Linked DNA regions of Mus musculus: region 2 is linked to region 1. The links are chromatin contacts, called in public Hi-C maps. All regions are on one chromosome and are shown on one strand. Each heading gives the region's core, a stretch centred on a gene start, on an enhancer-like site or on the middle of the called end of the contact. The rest is flanking DNA. Distances are from core to core; before and after follow the strand shown.

Region 1 (7,872 bases), core at 1,463-3,962:
AAAACAGACATCTAGGTCCACTGCTTAAGCCACCCGCCAGATCCCAAGGCTGCACATCTGAAGAGGCCTTGCTCTGCAGGTGAACAATCTGTCAATAAACATACATAAGTTATGAAATGTTCAAAGAATAAATCTTAAAAAATTTAAGTCTGTCCAGTATACTGCAGTCCCAACTGCTTTTGGGGAGCCCTCCAGCCACCAGTCTTCACTTCTGGGAGGGATCCCAACCCACATGCCATACATGCATCTGGACCCTCCTAAGGACTGACCACAAACACCTCTCTCCTGGTATTCTGATTGATTCTGTCATCAAACACTTCTGAATCAAAGTATAAAGTGCCCACCATCAATTACTGTTGAAAAAGTACAGAAGTGCAGCTAAGTATGCATCTCAGTTGGCAGGATGTTTGCCCATCATGCAGATGTCCTGGATCTGATCTCTCTCACTGCACTGCCTGGAATCCCAGCATTCAGGAGACAGTAAGAAGGATCAGAAACTCAAGGTCATCCTTAGCTATCCCAGTGAGTTACAGCCCAGCCAAGGCTACAACAGACCTGTCTCAAAAAAAAACAAGTCAAAACCAGCCAAACAACAACAATGTAAGGGGAAAACGTGAACAAAGCAAAGATACACTGTCAACAAAGCAGAGAAGTTATAAGGCAAGGGTCTGCAGGACCTGGAGGGAGTAGCATTTCTACTCACAAAAACTTTTCTTTCTATCATTCGTCAAAGAGAAAAAAAGAAAAGAAAAGGTGTGATTCTGTTTCCATGACACCACCACCTCTCTGTACCTGCACAGAGATCCACAGAATCGTTTTCGTCAGAGCTGTGCAATAGCTTTGGAATGCAGAGTGCATTCCTGGTCACCAGAGGACGGACTGGAGGAACCCTGACCATCCATTTCACTGCCTAATGCGTTCAGTAAGCCAGAGAGGGAGGGAGCTCTGAAACCTTTCCTGTCTGTGGGTCCCAAATTCACCAGCCAGAACAAATAGCCACGTTCTCCCAAAGCAACCTCATTGCAACAGGTCTGGAAGTCCTGGCGAGGCCCAGACGTCAGTGGTTACAGGTCTAGTGATAGAAGGCCCCAAGTATGACCACTGTTAAGAGTCAGGGTTTCCATCTGTCAATCAACAGAAATCCAAGAGTGCCAGGAAACTACAGGATTGGTAAGAGTCACCTGTAATCCCAGCACTCGGATTCATGGCCTACAGAAGCCTGCCTCAAAAAAAAAAAAAAAAAAAAAAAAAAAGAAAAGAAAAGAAAAGAAAAGAAAAGAAAGAAAGAAAACAAGGCCTGAGGATGTAGCTCAGTAGCAGAGCATTGGCCTAGCACGTACAAGACCGAGGTCTGTCACAAGTACCTCCTACTCCCCCAAGCCATACATTTTGAACATCTGACAAAAAAGACTGGTGGTGTTTGCTCCCTTCCTTAGTCAAATAAAGCACAGGATACAAAACATTGATCAAATATGGCTGCTCACCAACTATAGAAGAAGGCCAGCTGGGCCTTGCTTCTGCCCTCCTGTGAAGACAAACTACTCCAGAGCAGTCAGATGTCACAGGGACAATGACAAGAGATGCCTTCCAGGGAATGCCAAGACTTCCATGTGCAATATAAGCTCGCTCACTTCACCCTCGGGGAGGAAAACAAGTGCTCCCTAGGGCTTACATCAGACAAGGGAACACCAGCAGAAGTCAGGTGCCTCCCATACAATCTGGGTCTCCCTAAGCACAGAAAAAGCGGTCTCGCCTAGAACCTGTAGTCTTCAACCTTAGCTAAACGACCCACCCACCCACCACCAAACAACCACTGGGTCACCAAAGAGATGGATGAGGTGCCAAGAGCTCCAGAAGAAAAGCTGCCCAGACCTCAGCCAAGGAATGTAGAACACGAAGGCTCTGCCGGCCTTCCTTGGAACCAAAGAATTTTTTTCTTCCTCTTAAGGCTTTTCTTCCCAGGTACTTCACCGCAGTCCATCCGGTACCATCAAGCCCTCTAGCAACTGAAGCCTCCCAGTCTTCCGGCGGGGATGAACGTTTGTCCTAAAGGAACGCACTGGCGCAGCGACCACCCAAGGTCACGCCCCGGAAACCAAGGGCAGGAGCTGCGCTGGAGTTCTGGGGACGCCCAGCGAGGCGGGGTGCCACCGGGTCGCCAGTGCTCCCCACTGGCCCCCTAATTAGCACCAGAGGCATGCCCGCCACGCCCCAGGCCGAGCTTCCGGAAGGACGCCCCGGGGCCGCCGCGACCCACCTCCGCGTCCAGGGCCCCTGGTTCTTTAGTGCCCGCCGCCCCGGCCGTGGCCTCGCTGCCCGCACTCGCACGGCCCGCAGCCTCTCGGCTTTGAAGGCTGGGTGGGAGGCAGGGCTCAGGCCCCGCCGCCCGGGCCTCGGAAGCCCTCTGACTCTGTCGCCCCGCACCACCTAGGTCACAGTACACCGAGAGGTCCCCCTTGGCCCCATCGGGAGGCCCCGGCCCGTGCCCATCGCGCTGGAGAGCCGCAGCCCCACCGCCCCCGACCCCGCCCCCGGCCGTGCAGTCCCTCCAGAAGCGACTCCGGCAGCGACCCAGCCCCTGCACCACCACGACCCCTCCCAAGATGCGGTGGCGACCCTAGCCGCGCCTAGAACGCACCTTGAGGGTCGGGTACTCCTGCACCTTCAGGGTCATGGACAGCTGGGCCGCCGACTCCTGCACCGCCATCTTGGGCCGGCCGAGCGGAGGAGGCGGGTACGGGGCACGCCGGATAGTGACGTGCTACGTACGGGAGCAGGCGGAGCGGCTATGAGTCTGCACCAATCGTGTCACCGGGCCGCCCGAGCGGAAGAAGGCCAGAGCCAATCATCTTTCACGGGCTCGACCAATCGCCGGCAGCTCTAGAGAGCGGCTTCCTCATTGAATTGTCCGCTGGCGTAGGCCGCAGATGCGGATTTAGTAGAGCGGGGATCCCGACGCCATGGACGTTCGGAGGGTTGGGGCTGAGACGACTCACGTTGTGGTCGCACCCCCCCCCCACACACACACCTCCGAAGTCGCCTCCCGTAGTGGTCACAGGCCCTGCCTCAGCGCTCGGTGGCCGTTATCTCTGAATGGTCACTTAGGGGTGCGGTTTTTGCCATCCGGGAACTACTTTCCTTCATCTCCATTTTCGCCGATTAACAGCTCTGGCGTCCAAGAGCGGGCTTCCCAATAAAAGATAAAGAATGTTTACAATAGAATAAGACAGGGAGGGGCTATCGAGCAGCTGTGCTTTCCTGCCAGTAATAACATAAGGAACACTTGGGAACTGCATTTGTGAAAAAGCGATGAATCCTTGATTTGGGGTCCAAAAGGCGTCTGAAGGTGTCCAGTCCCTGACCTAAACTTGTAGTCAAGTTGAATTCCTGGAGCAATAGTAATGATCAGTTAACATCTTTCTGATAAACTAAGCAACGTGGATCTTCCAGGGCTCCTGAGTGAAAGCAATTATCTGTGATGTAGGCTTCACCCTACAGCACATGTCACAAGACCTGAGAATCAGTCTGTTCCCTAAGGCAATGAGGACTTCTTTAAACCACCTGAAAAACAGAATTGAAGTAACTATCAACCAGACCACACCTTGACTGAGATTGCTTAATTATCATGCCTTTTACCTACATTCTAATTCTTCTATTTTGAACTCAATTTGGCCATTTGTTGGTAGCCAGACAATAAACTTGAGGGTCACTAAAACCCTTTATCTGAACTGAATGGCTTTTTTTTTTTTTTTTTTTTTTTTTTTTTTTTTTTTTTGGTGAATTGAACCTACCTCACGTTTGCATGATTTCTGCAGAAGCCAGAAGAGAGCGTTAGATCCCCCAGGAACTAGAGTTACAGATTGTTGTGAGACAAGCACATGGGTGCTGAGTACTAAACTTGAGTTCTCTACAAGACCAGCATGTGCTCTTAACCCATGAGCCATCTCTCCAGCCCTCCTCGCCTGCTTTTAAAATTAAAAATGGAATTACATTTCATTCCTTAGGAAATGACTTCTACATTAAGTTGTCTTTTGTATTTTACAGAACTGGATCTTTGTTTTGTTTTTCCTTGAGACTCTATCTTGGAACTCTATGTAGACCAGGCTAGCCTCGAACTCAACAGAGATTCTCTTGTTTCACAGATCTTCTGTGCCCCTTCTCAGATGATACCATCTCCCATGCAGGTTCCATGCCTCCCTCCCCCTAGTCTTTAGTCTTATAGAGTTAGATGATGAAGAAATCAGTGACTGTGAGTCCTCCAGTCCACATTTGCACAGTGGCATTACATATTCCCCTCTGTAGCCATTCTGTCTGACTCTCTTACATGGTCACATTTAAGTCCAGGGCTGTAATATATGATGTTGGCCCCCTTAGAGGCCAACTTTGTGGCTTCCTGGATTCAAAACTAACCCAAAGAGAGAAACATATATTCTTCTCTGATGCTGTCAGTGAAAGAGCCTAGTGGGGAAACCCCCACTCAACTCCCGATTTGGCGTGCACCCAAGAATCACGAACAGACGACCATCTTGATGTAAAAACACGAGGTAGTTTAATGGCAGAGCTCTGGGTCGAAACATATCTCACGCAGGAGACAGTGGTTTCGACCCCTGTTGCGTCCAACTCAACCAGCAAGGAAAACAAACCACCAGTTCTTCTTAAAGCAGTTTGCTCAGGCAGCTTCTCTCTTCAAATCCCCCGCCTCTCGGGGTACAAGAGTTTTTATCCACTCAAGCCACAACCATGCCTCAATCAATCACCACAGGTCACATCACCTCACCAGGCAGGCTTGCTCAGCCAATCAGGGATTAAGGGCAAGCCATCCACCAAATATGGGCTTGTTGACTGCCTGGCACAGATTTCTGTCCGGCTGACCAGGGAGTCCGGAATGGCTTCCCACAGACCCTTTAATGGCGGAGCTCATGAAGGAGACAGTGGATTTGACCATGAGGCTTGGAAGCTAGTGGTTTCTAAAGAAAAGGGGTGGGGCTGGGGGAGGAATTGGCGCAGTTTCACATGATTGGTTCATTTAAACATCAGCAGGGAAGAATTGGCGTGGTTTCACATGATAGGTCCATTTAAACATCAGCAGCCTGTTAACATTTAACTTAGGTCAGAAGGGTGGGAGATAGGGAGGCGCCAGGCCAGTCTGGCATGTCATTCTCTTTATCTTTCTTTATCTTTATGGCCAAGCAGCCTCAGGAATGTCTTAACGACAGGCCTGCCCAGGCATGTCCTGGCCTGTTCTGCTATGTTCTCAGCCCCAGGTTTCAAAGCACACAAACAACTCTTTGGGCTATTTGACATACATTACATGAATCACAGGTCTCAAGTTTTATTTTCTTTCATCAGGATGGTATGTCTAGGGTTGTAGGAATGAATTCTTATTCTGTTGATTTAAAGAATAAAAAGACAGGAAAAGCAAAGCCTTACCATTCAACCATGCTTTGTTGAAAGCAGAAGCGCATACACAAAGGCATGACAAAACACAAAAAGATGATGGTCTCCCCAGTAGGGAGGGAACCAAAAGATTGCGCCAGAGTCTGCTCAGATGGTAGGGAGATTTTATGTTTGGGCATGTGTTGGGAGCCGCCCCCACATTCGCCGTCACAAGATGGCGCTGACATCCTGTGTTCTAAGTGGTAAACAAATAATCTGCGCATGTGCCAAGGGTATTTTACGACTACTTGTACTCTGCCTTTCCCGTGAACGTCAGCTCGGCCATGGGCTGCAGCCAATCAGGGAGTGATGCGTCCTAAGCGAAGGATAACTCCTCCTTAAAGGGGACGGGGTTTCCGCCATTCTCTCTCTGGCTCTGGCGCCTGCTCGCTTGGTCCTAAAGATGTAAACAATAGAGCGCGCTCTGCGCTTTGGCGCGCCGGAGCTCTGGCTCCTAAAGATGTAAGCGGGGCGCTTTCGTTTTGGGGCTTGGGGGTTTGCGCTCCTGGCTCCTGAAGATGTAAGCAATAAAGTTTTGCCGCAGAAGATTCTGGTTTGTTGTGTTCTTTCCTGGCCGGGCGCGCGAACGCGAGTAAGAATTGGTGCCGAATTCCGGGACGAAAAATTCCGGGACGAGAAAACCCCGGGAAGAGAAAACCTGGGACGAAAATTACCATCACCGGCGCAAGGAAGATCCCTCATTCCAGAACCAGAACTGCGGGTCGCGGTAATAAAGGTTCCCGTAAAGCAGACTGTTAAGAAGGATTCAACTGCATGAATTCAGAACTTTTCAGCTGGGGGAACAGAGTACCAGTGAGTACAGCTTTACAAGGTCAGTCTGGTCTTGAACTTTCTAAGGAAATTCAAGACAGTCTATCAGAAGTAAAGTGGAAAATGGCTTTACAAGGTATGTTTGGCCTTGAATTTTTTCTAGTGTTAGAAGCCCTTTTGTTCCTTTTCACATGTTATCAAGTGGTTAAGGCAGGGCGGATTCTAGATGAAATTCAGGACAATCTATCAGAAGTAAAGCGGGGAGAGAGAGTAGGAGCAAAGAGAAAATATGGTACACAAAATAAGTATACAGGCCTTTCCACGGGTCTTGAACCTGAGGAAAAGTTTAGGTCAGGTAAGAATACCTGGGGAGAGATTGGAAGGAAGGAGAAGAAAAAAGAAAAGAAAAAAGATCAATTAGAGAAGCCAGTTCTTAGTAGTTCTGAATCAGATGAAAAGGCTATTAGGGCCTGGAAGGCGCTCTCCCGAGCAGGTGAAGCCACTGGACAATAATGACAGAGACAGGCTCTTGCAGCCTACAAGGTCTTATTGTCCACCCTGGAGTTGTAGATCAGGATTATAAAGGGGAACTTCAGGTTCTCTGTTCTTGTCCTCAAGTTGTCTTTTCTATATCACAAAGAGACAGAATAGCTCAACTAATAATTTTGCCAAGCCTACATGGCTGTTTTTTCTTCCTCTGGTATTCCTAGAGCTGCAAGAGGGATTGGTTCTACTGAAAATGATTCTGATTACTTAATAATGCCTTTAGATTGTTGTCAAATTTTATCTACTCACGTAGGGGTAAACCCTCGTGGCGTCAGGCCATTACAGGTCTGACAAATGGATGTCACGCATATTTCCTCCTTTGAGAGAAATCAATATTTACATGTTTAGATAAGAAGAGATCACCTCCATACCTTAAATGATTTTCAAAAGCTGTTGGGAGATATTAATTGGCTCAGACCTTTTTTAAAGATTCCTTCCGCTGAGTTAAGGCCTTTGTTTGGTATTTTAGAAGGAGATCCTCATATCTCCTCCCCTAGGACTCTTACTCTAGCTGCTAACCAGGCCTTACAAAAAGTGGAAAAGCCTTACAGAATGCACAATTACAACGTATTGAGGATTCGCAGCCTTTCAGTTTGTGTGTCTTTAAGACAGCACAATTGCCAACCGCAGTTTTGTGGCAGAATGGGCCATTGTTGTGGATCCATCCAAACGTATCCCCAGCTAAAATAATAGATTGGTATCCTGATGCAATTGCACAGCTTGCCCTTAGAGGCCTAAAAGCAGCAATCACCCACTTTGGGCGAAGTCCATATCTTTTAATTGTACCTTATACCGCTGCACAGGTTCAAACCTTGGCAGCCACATCTAATGATTGGGCAGTTTTAGTTACCTCCTTTTCAGGACAAATAGATAACCATTATCCAAAACATCCAATTTTACAGTTTGCCCAAAATCAATCTGTTGTGTTTCCACAAATAACAGTAAGAAACCCACTTAAAAATGGGATTGTGGTATATACTGATGGATCAAAAACTGGCATAGGTGCCTATGTGGCTAATGGTAAAGTGGTATCCAAACAATATAATGAAAATTCACCTCAAGTGGTAGAATGTTTAGTGGTTTTAGAAGTTTTAAAAACCTTTTTAGAACCCCTTAATA
Region 2 (7,872 bases), core at 3,059-5,558, 830 kb before region 1:
TGTGTAAAGGCTTGGGTGGAAGTACCATACAGCCTACTCTAAGCCAGGTGTTCTTGTTGGACTCCGACATTGTAGGCCCAAAGATAGCTCAGTCCTTAAGGGTGCTATGCTGGCCAGATGCCCTCTGCAGAGAAGTTGCTGGGTCTCCAGATTACACCTCAAGGACTCCTCCAGTCTATCCCAGCATCCTTAGGCTGACTCAGGCCTAGCTTCTGCCTTCGAGACCTACACTGCTGAGGTGGAAACGTGGGCAGCTGTGCTTCGGTGCTAGCATGGGGATTTAGGGTTCTGACTTGCCCTCAGAGCAGCTGTGAGGTGGTTAGAACACACACTGGAGAGAAAACAGGATAGTGTTGCTGACATTCCACTGCCTACAGGGAGGCTCCAGCCCATTAGCAGGAATCCTGGTTCTGGTTCTTGGAGGACTCGGTGTCCTCCCAGACAGATGAGTACACTGAGGCTTGTCCTTCAAGGACTTGCCACCTTGAATACCACAAAAGGTGTGGATCAGGACTTCCAGAGAGGATGGTGTTACCTCACTGAACCCTCTGAAGAGCCCATTGGAGATGGCCTAGTGGTACCTGCTAAAAAGTTTTAATGTGGAACCATGAAACCAGGGGAGGGATTCGTCCTCCCGGCAGACAACAACCAGCCTGGACTCTTAAAATGTGTATCCCTGCCTTCCCTGCCTCCTGTTAGAAACGGGGTAAGGGATGGGCAGCCTTAGAGGAGGCTGAAGTTAACTCAGAGAAAAAGGAGTTTTCTGATGTGAACACAATTAGAACCTCAGACTTGATATGACTTAGGTGTTGATATCAATGTGAACACTTAAATTCCAAATACTATGTTTTTTAGTCTTACCTGCTACTACTTCTTGTTGGAAGCAGTGGGTGCCAGGGATCTGTGCTAAGCACTTTGCATAATTAGCACCTACTTCAGTCTTGCAGGGTCCATCTCATGGTTAGGAAACTCAAAGCTCAGATATGGTATGCCTTTCGTAGTTTTTCTGACCCGACTCTAGTTCTTATACACACACACACACACACACACACACACACACACACACACACACACACACACACCAGCCTATCTCTCTGTTACATACACACCACCAGCCTCTCTGTTCCTCCATGTTTGCCCCCACCTGAGATCCCTGCATGAATCCTAACCCTTGCTAGAGTGGTTCCAAGATGGCCCTTCAGCTCCTCATCCTCTTCCTCCCCAGAGTTAAACTCAGATGCCTGCTGGCTCCTGGCCTTCACCTCAACTCAGCCTACCTTCTACTCAACCCTTTGTCCTTACCAGCTCATTTTGGATCTCATGGTTAGTTCGAGCCCAGCCTCTTCTGCAGGTGGTCCCTGAGTACTTTGTTCCTATTCCTCTTTTGTCCCTTTGTCGACTTTTGCTGGGATGATGGCTGTATAAATTAGAGGCTGGACTAATCTGGACTAATTGCTAGTGGGACATTTTATGTCCTCTTTTCCTAATCTTTAGCCAGAAAGTTAGAGGACAGGAGCTCTGGATTGTTCCAGAGTTAGGCCACTGGCCTGGGAAGCAAGCTGTAGGGAAGGATGGGCTCTCATCCCAGTTCCTCCTCAACTGACCAACCTCTCAGGCAACCTGAGGTCCTGGACTCCTCAGACCCCTAAACTCTGCAGGCCGCCTGATACCGGCTTCCATCTCCAAAGACCCCTGTCTACCCACCACTATGGTGACCCCTTCCTAGTTTTGTAGACCTAAATACTTCTGAGTTTGGTACTGAGTTTTTACCTTCACCACAGGAGTGTAAATACAATCAAGAGCAAATATCCCTGACCCCAACTCCATGGTCTTAAGAAAAGTCAACTTTCTTCTGGAAGAACAAGACCGATAGGAGGAAGCTGCCAGACCACATCTCACTGGCTGACGGCCCCCAGTGTTCTGCCAGCTCCTGGGCTCCCTTGCCTTTTCCGAATTGTCCAGTGCCAGCTTTCTCAAACCTTTTGTGACTTTTTTTTTTTTTTTTTTTTTTTTTGGTAGAATCAAGCTAACACATGTCTGAGGCTGTTGCTCCCTCCTCCATGTTGTCTGGAGAACAGATCTCTTCACTTCCGTTAAACTGCATCCAAAAACAACCTTCAACAGCACAGTTGTATACAAAGTTTTAAAACTGTCTGTAAATATACTGTATAAAACATAAAATAATTTTTAATATTGATGACAGGAGAGTAAGGCCAACAGAAAAGACTCAGGTCCTGCATTTTGGTTTGTTTCGCCCATTACATTCTCACAGGCTTGCTTAGGACCGATTAGCTCCTCGGTTCCCGTTACCTTTTGACCCCACTAAAACCACAACTGAGTTTGAGTAGAAGAAAGCAAGCTTGTCTTGGAAATAAGTTTAACATACTTGCCTTCTTAAGTTTCTAATCCAGTCCCAAGAAAACTTTCCAGTTCTGTATAATTGACCCCATTGTGTTTGCTGTTTGTACTCAGGGGGCTGATCCTGTTCTAATCTTTATGTTTTCATGGCTTCTTATGGCCTCGCAAACACTTCTCAAACAAGGAGCGGTGGTCAGCAATTCAAGAGAGCGAGCTGGGGGCCAGGAGTCACTAAGAACAGTGGGTTTTCTAGAAGGTCTCATGGGTCCCAGGCTGTGCCTGGGGGGAACCTCAGCCTGCAAAGTAGCCCTTTGTCTTTCTGGCATCTTTAATTCCATCTCCTCCGAGCTCTTCCGCACAGTCTATAAATATCCTCCAGTTCCTCCCACTTTAAAACAAAACAACACCAAAAATCCTCTCAGCCTTGCATTCCCACCCCCTCATCTTGTGTCATTTGGCTCTTTTTCTCTCAGTCTTTGCCGCCTCAGCAAAATTTCCCAAAAGTACTGCCTGCACTTCCTCTGGCCAAAACCCACTCAACGCCAGCTCCCTGCTGAGCCCCTACCTCCAGTTTGGCATCTGGGGTCCTCTTGGGCCAGTCCCCTGATGTCCTAACCACATTAGGCACCATTCTAAGAACTTTTCCCCTGTACTGTTTGTTTTTATTTACTTTCCGGTTTTATTGACCTTCAAAAGGAGGATAAAAGTTAAATAAGAATTAATAGGAAATGTCTTCAACTCAAATTTAAATGATCTGCTTAGAACATTAGTTTTTCTCTCTTTGAAAACATGAATATCTGGGCATGGTGATTCATACCTGTGGCCCCAGCACTTGGAGATGCTAAAGTAGGATCTTGAGTTGAAGCCCAGCCTGGGTAGAGAAGCAAATCCTTGTCTCACAAAACAAATAAGCCCAGGGAAAAAGATCCAGAAAGAATTCTACCTAGTAGCAACTAGACTAGACCCTTGTCTGATACATCACCCTATTTATGATTAGAAGAGGGGAATACTATTTTTTTAATGATCAAAGCCCAGATCTTGTGAATTTATATATCATCTTACAAGAGAGTGGTTAAGTTGCAAATGCTGTCTGATAGAAAAAAATGAACAGATTATGACCCATACAGACAAGTTGTTACCAATGCCAACTGTAACTCCAAAGATCAGTTTTCTGGGACCATAGGACATTAACTAGGCTTGCATCTGAGTTCAGCATTCTGTCTTTCATTGAATGACGGCGGGCATCCTCAGAATGTCTGTACTTCTGAGTTAAATGCATTCTAAAACTGATGTATTTTACACCTTGACATTTTGAAGATGGGATCTTGGAGGGAGTCAGCTTTTGCTTGGAAGTCATCGAGGCCTTGGGAGTTAAGTGATTTTTGTTAAATAACCATTGTAAAAGATTCTATAGCCAACAATCCTACCCTGCAAGAGACCTGATAGGGTCCCAGCTGCTTGTTATTAGCACCAACGCTGGATCACCCTACCAGTGGTGGTGGTAAGAGCTGTTGGGGGAAGAAGGGGTCTGTTCGGCCTCAAACTTCCGGTCCCCTAGTGGTGTCACAGACCGCAAGCCATTCTTAGGACAGGAGGCCTAACTGAACTAGAGGGCCAAATGGCCAAGGCAACAAAGCAGCCGGAAGAGACCCAGACTCCAACTCCCGAGCGGGGGCGGGGTGGGGCGGAGCGAGGGCAGAGCCTATAGTGAGAAAACCAATCCTCTTGAGCCTAGCGGGAAGGACGGCGGGCCAGAGGCGGGGCTAAGGGGCGGTGCGTCCGTCAGGAAAGCCAATCACTTTACCCCGGCTCGTTGAAGGGGGTTGGTCTGCGGGTCCTCCTTCGCTTTCTCCGGGATACCTCGCCGCCTGCGCTGACTTTACGGATGTTGTAATCTGCGCGTGCGCGTCCTGGCACTCCCGTGAGGCACTGCGGCGCGCGCGGTTGGAGGCTGGCAGAGAGCAGTGACTGCGGCTTTCCTGAGGTAAGGGTCTTGTAAGTTCGGGGTTGGCGGGGCCGCCGCTACCCTCCTACAGCCTGCTTGAGGCATCGATAGAGGTCGCTGGGCCCAGGCGCGGGGTGTGCGGGGAGGCTGAGGCTTTGTGCCAGAGGTGGGGGCGGAGGTACGTGGCCGGTCATCCGGCTGGGGTTGGTAGCTTTATTTTTCGGATACTGCGGATAAAACCCAAGGCCTCAATCATACGAGGCAAACGTTAAACCGGAAATACACACTTATCTGTTACCCAGCTTTTAAAAACAGCAATTTGGTACTTTTGTGGGCGTGTTTTATTAGAGCTCTTAAGTGTCATAACTGGATACTCAGAAACAAACCAAAACCAACCCAGAGAGTTTGCTACCAGAGTGTCAAATACATCGTGATTTTAAGACCTGCCATTGTCACTGACCTAAGTTTGGTTCAAGTCGTGGTTCATTGTGTTCTATTCGAAATAAAACTTCTTACTTGATGATTGATGGGTACTTTGAAACTTGTCAATTTGTCCTGGTTTTCTCTGCGTTAGACTGGTTATATCTATAGATTGAGTCCTTTGAGACTGATGGAACGCTGATTGAAGTAAATATTTAGTTGATTCTTCCTTAGAAAGGTAGGCATATTTCTTTTTCCTAACTAGAAACTACAGGGGAAACAGCTATTTTACAAAATGTAATTTATTTTAAGTAATTTCATCATTGGGAAAAAAAATCAGTTTTTTTTTATTGTTATATCTTCATTAATTAGATTCTTCATTACTGTTGTAGTGTCCTAAGCAACACCCTGATTGCTTCTGTTTTGCTTTGTCTTTGTCAGATATTGCACGTGCATCTGCTTTTAACTTAAGTAGTCTCCTGATGTCATCTGATAAAATGATCTGTATATTTAAAATTCATTTGCCTTGTTCATGGTCTAATACTTGTGTTCTTTCCCCCACTAGGAAAACACATTATAGATTGTATTTTTTTTCCTTCTTCTATGGACTTAGCGTAAATATGTTTTTTTCTGTTTGAACTTAGTTTAAAAAAATAGATTCATATCAAATATTTAAAAACAGGAGTAGTTAAACCATGAGTTGTGGAAATGAGTTTGTGGAAACATTGAAAAAAATTGGTTATCCCAAAGCTGATATTCTTAATGGAGAAGATTTTGACTGGCTCTTTGAGGATGTTGAAGATGAGTCATTCTTGAAATGGTTTTGTGGGAATGTGAATGAACAGAATGTATTGTCTGAAAAAGAATTGGAAGCCTTCAGCGATCTCCAGCGATCAGGCAAGCCTATCCTAGAAGGAACAGCATTGGATGAAGTTCTTAGGACCTGTAAAACTTTTGATTTGAAGACATGCAAACTGGATGACAAAGAGATACAGATATTAGAGGATGAGGTTCAAACTCTGCAGAAATTAAATAACTCAAAAATTCAGCGACGGAATAAATACCAGTTAATGGTTTCTGAAACTAGCTACAGGTTTCTGGCATTAAATGCTAAACAAGAGGAGGCCACTAAGAAGCTGAAACAGAAGCAAGGATTCCTAAATTCTGTGAATACTAAGCTCAGTAATGAACTTCAGGGTCTTACTGAGGAAGTTAATAATTTGATGATATTCTTCAGAAATTCTAATTTAAGTGAAAGAACAAATCCAATGGTGTTTTTATCTCAGTTTCCCTTGGGAAAATACATAAGCCAAGAAGAGCAGAGCACAGCAGCATTAACCTTATACACAAAAAAGCAATTCTTTCAGGGCATGCACGAAGTAGTTGAAAGTTCAAATGAAGACAATTTTCAACTTTTAGATATACAAACACCGTCTATTTGTGATAATGAAGAAATCCTTAGGGAGCGACGACTGGAGATGGCTAGACTGCAGATGGCATGTATTTGTGTCCAGAAACAGATCATATACTTGAAAACAAGTAATTTGAGCATGAAGTCGAGTATAAAATGGGCGGAAGAGAATCTTAATAGACTAACCAATGAGGTAAGCATAAGAAATAAGACTGAATTCATATTGTAATTGTTAGGAATATAGAGTTTAATATTGCTGCTAATTTAGAAAAGGGGGGAAATCTAATTTTAATTTTATAGAAAATTATATTAGTATAGCATATTAATATAATTTATTAATTATGTAATATAATTAATGTAATTTTATAGTACATATTTGCAGTATGTATTTCATACAAATATATTATTAATCATATTACTAGAATTTAGTAATTTTATCCTCAGTAATATTACTGAGCAAATTTTGGACAAAAATAACCTTACTTTGCATTATGAATCTGAAAATTGTGTCATTTCAATTACAGATTAAACTGGGGTTTCTGTTTTTTGGTATAAACCAAGGAAACTACTTGCTTAACTATGGATATTCTGCCTTGTTTCCTCTGACAAGAAGATAGTATTAATGAAGTCCAGGATTCAGTGGAGTGACTTTCTCATTACTTGTTGAGAATATGTAGATATATTGCAGTTGTTCATCTGCACTCTCTAGAAGCTTGCTTTCTTGATAATATAGGCAGTAGATAGTTGAATAAAAATGTAGAGGTTTCTGAACCAATACTTGTATTAAATTAGTTACTACAACAGAAACATTTTGAAATAACAAGTCTGGTAAATCTGTGTGCTATAATCAGCTCATGGACTAAGAAAATACTATATAATTTTAAGAAAATTAAAATATTCATTTGTTATAATGAGTAGTATACTTATTAAAGTTATGATAACGATGAGATCTTCTAGTTTGTTAGCCATTATTGTTTGTTTGTATGTATGTATGTATGTGTGTGTGTGTGTGTATATATATATATATATATATATATATAGTGTACTGAAATTCAGTAGTTCATGCTGGCCTTTCTCTTGACTTAGTCCTTATTTTCCTTTAAAGTTAGTTTTGGCTTATACCAATAAGTTAGTTTTTATTCATTGCATATATTATCTGACCATCTAAAACAAACAATGAAAATAGTTAGAAAATAAAAGTTTAAACCTACATTTTAAAATGTTACTGCTTTCTTTGTGTAGGTTATTGATAAAGAAAATTTGGATGCAGAAATTTCTAGCTTAAACAGTGAGATTCTAAAACTTGAAGAACAAATCACTCATATAAAAGACAAAGTTTTGCCTGCTGTGGTAAAAGAATATGCTCAGCTATTGAACATGCCAGTTGTAAAGGGCGATTTTGAACTGCAGATTGCTAAACAAGATTATTATACGGCAAGACAAGAGTTAGTGTTAAATGAGTTGATAAAACAGAAGGCATCTTTTGAGCTTGTCCAGTTATCATATGAGATTGAGTTGAGAAAACATTGGGATACATATCGGCAACTAGAGAGTTTGGTTCAACAACTCAGTCAAAGAAACACGGTGCTCTGCCAGCACTTGGCAGTGTTATCAGACATACCAGCATCTGAGCAGTTAACCTCAAGGACTCCCATCGACACCAAAGATCATTCCACTCATAGGTATGTATGTCATTGCTTCCTTAGCATTTTTTTCTTTTATTTTTGTGAAATACTAG

Evidence for each region. A called contact is a pair of places that touch in the nucleus more often than the background predicts.
Region 2: a contact with region 1 is called in a Hi-C map of muscle stem cells, with 4 times the contacts expected there. The contact joins the promoter of Haus3 here to the promoter of Maea in region 1. A contact is called at or near these places in 1 of 39 promoter capture datasets (liver), 1 of 484 Hi-C or Micro-C datasets (muscle stem cells) and 1 of 9 other capture datasets (liver).

What each region holds. Positions count from the first base shown.
Region 1 is chr5:33,330,412-33,338,283 of GRCm38.p6, reverse strand. It overlaps Maea (macrophage erythroblast attacher), which reads right to left and starts at 2,712. Exons shown (of 9, transcript NM_021500.2): 1 at 2,639-2,712. The coding sequence starts at 2,707.
Region 2 is chr5:34,165,860-34,173,731 of GRCm38.p6, reverse strand. Haus3 (HAUS augmin-like complex, subunit 3) reads left to right here and starts at 4,308. Exons shown (of 5, transcript NM_146159.1): 1 at 4,308-4,342; 2 at 5,289-6,327; 3 at 7,377-7,816. The coding sequence starts at 5,419. Poln (DNA polymerase N) reads left to right here and starts at 4,206. Exons shown (of 25, transcript NM_181857.4): 1 at 4,206-4,342.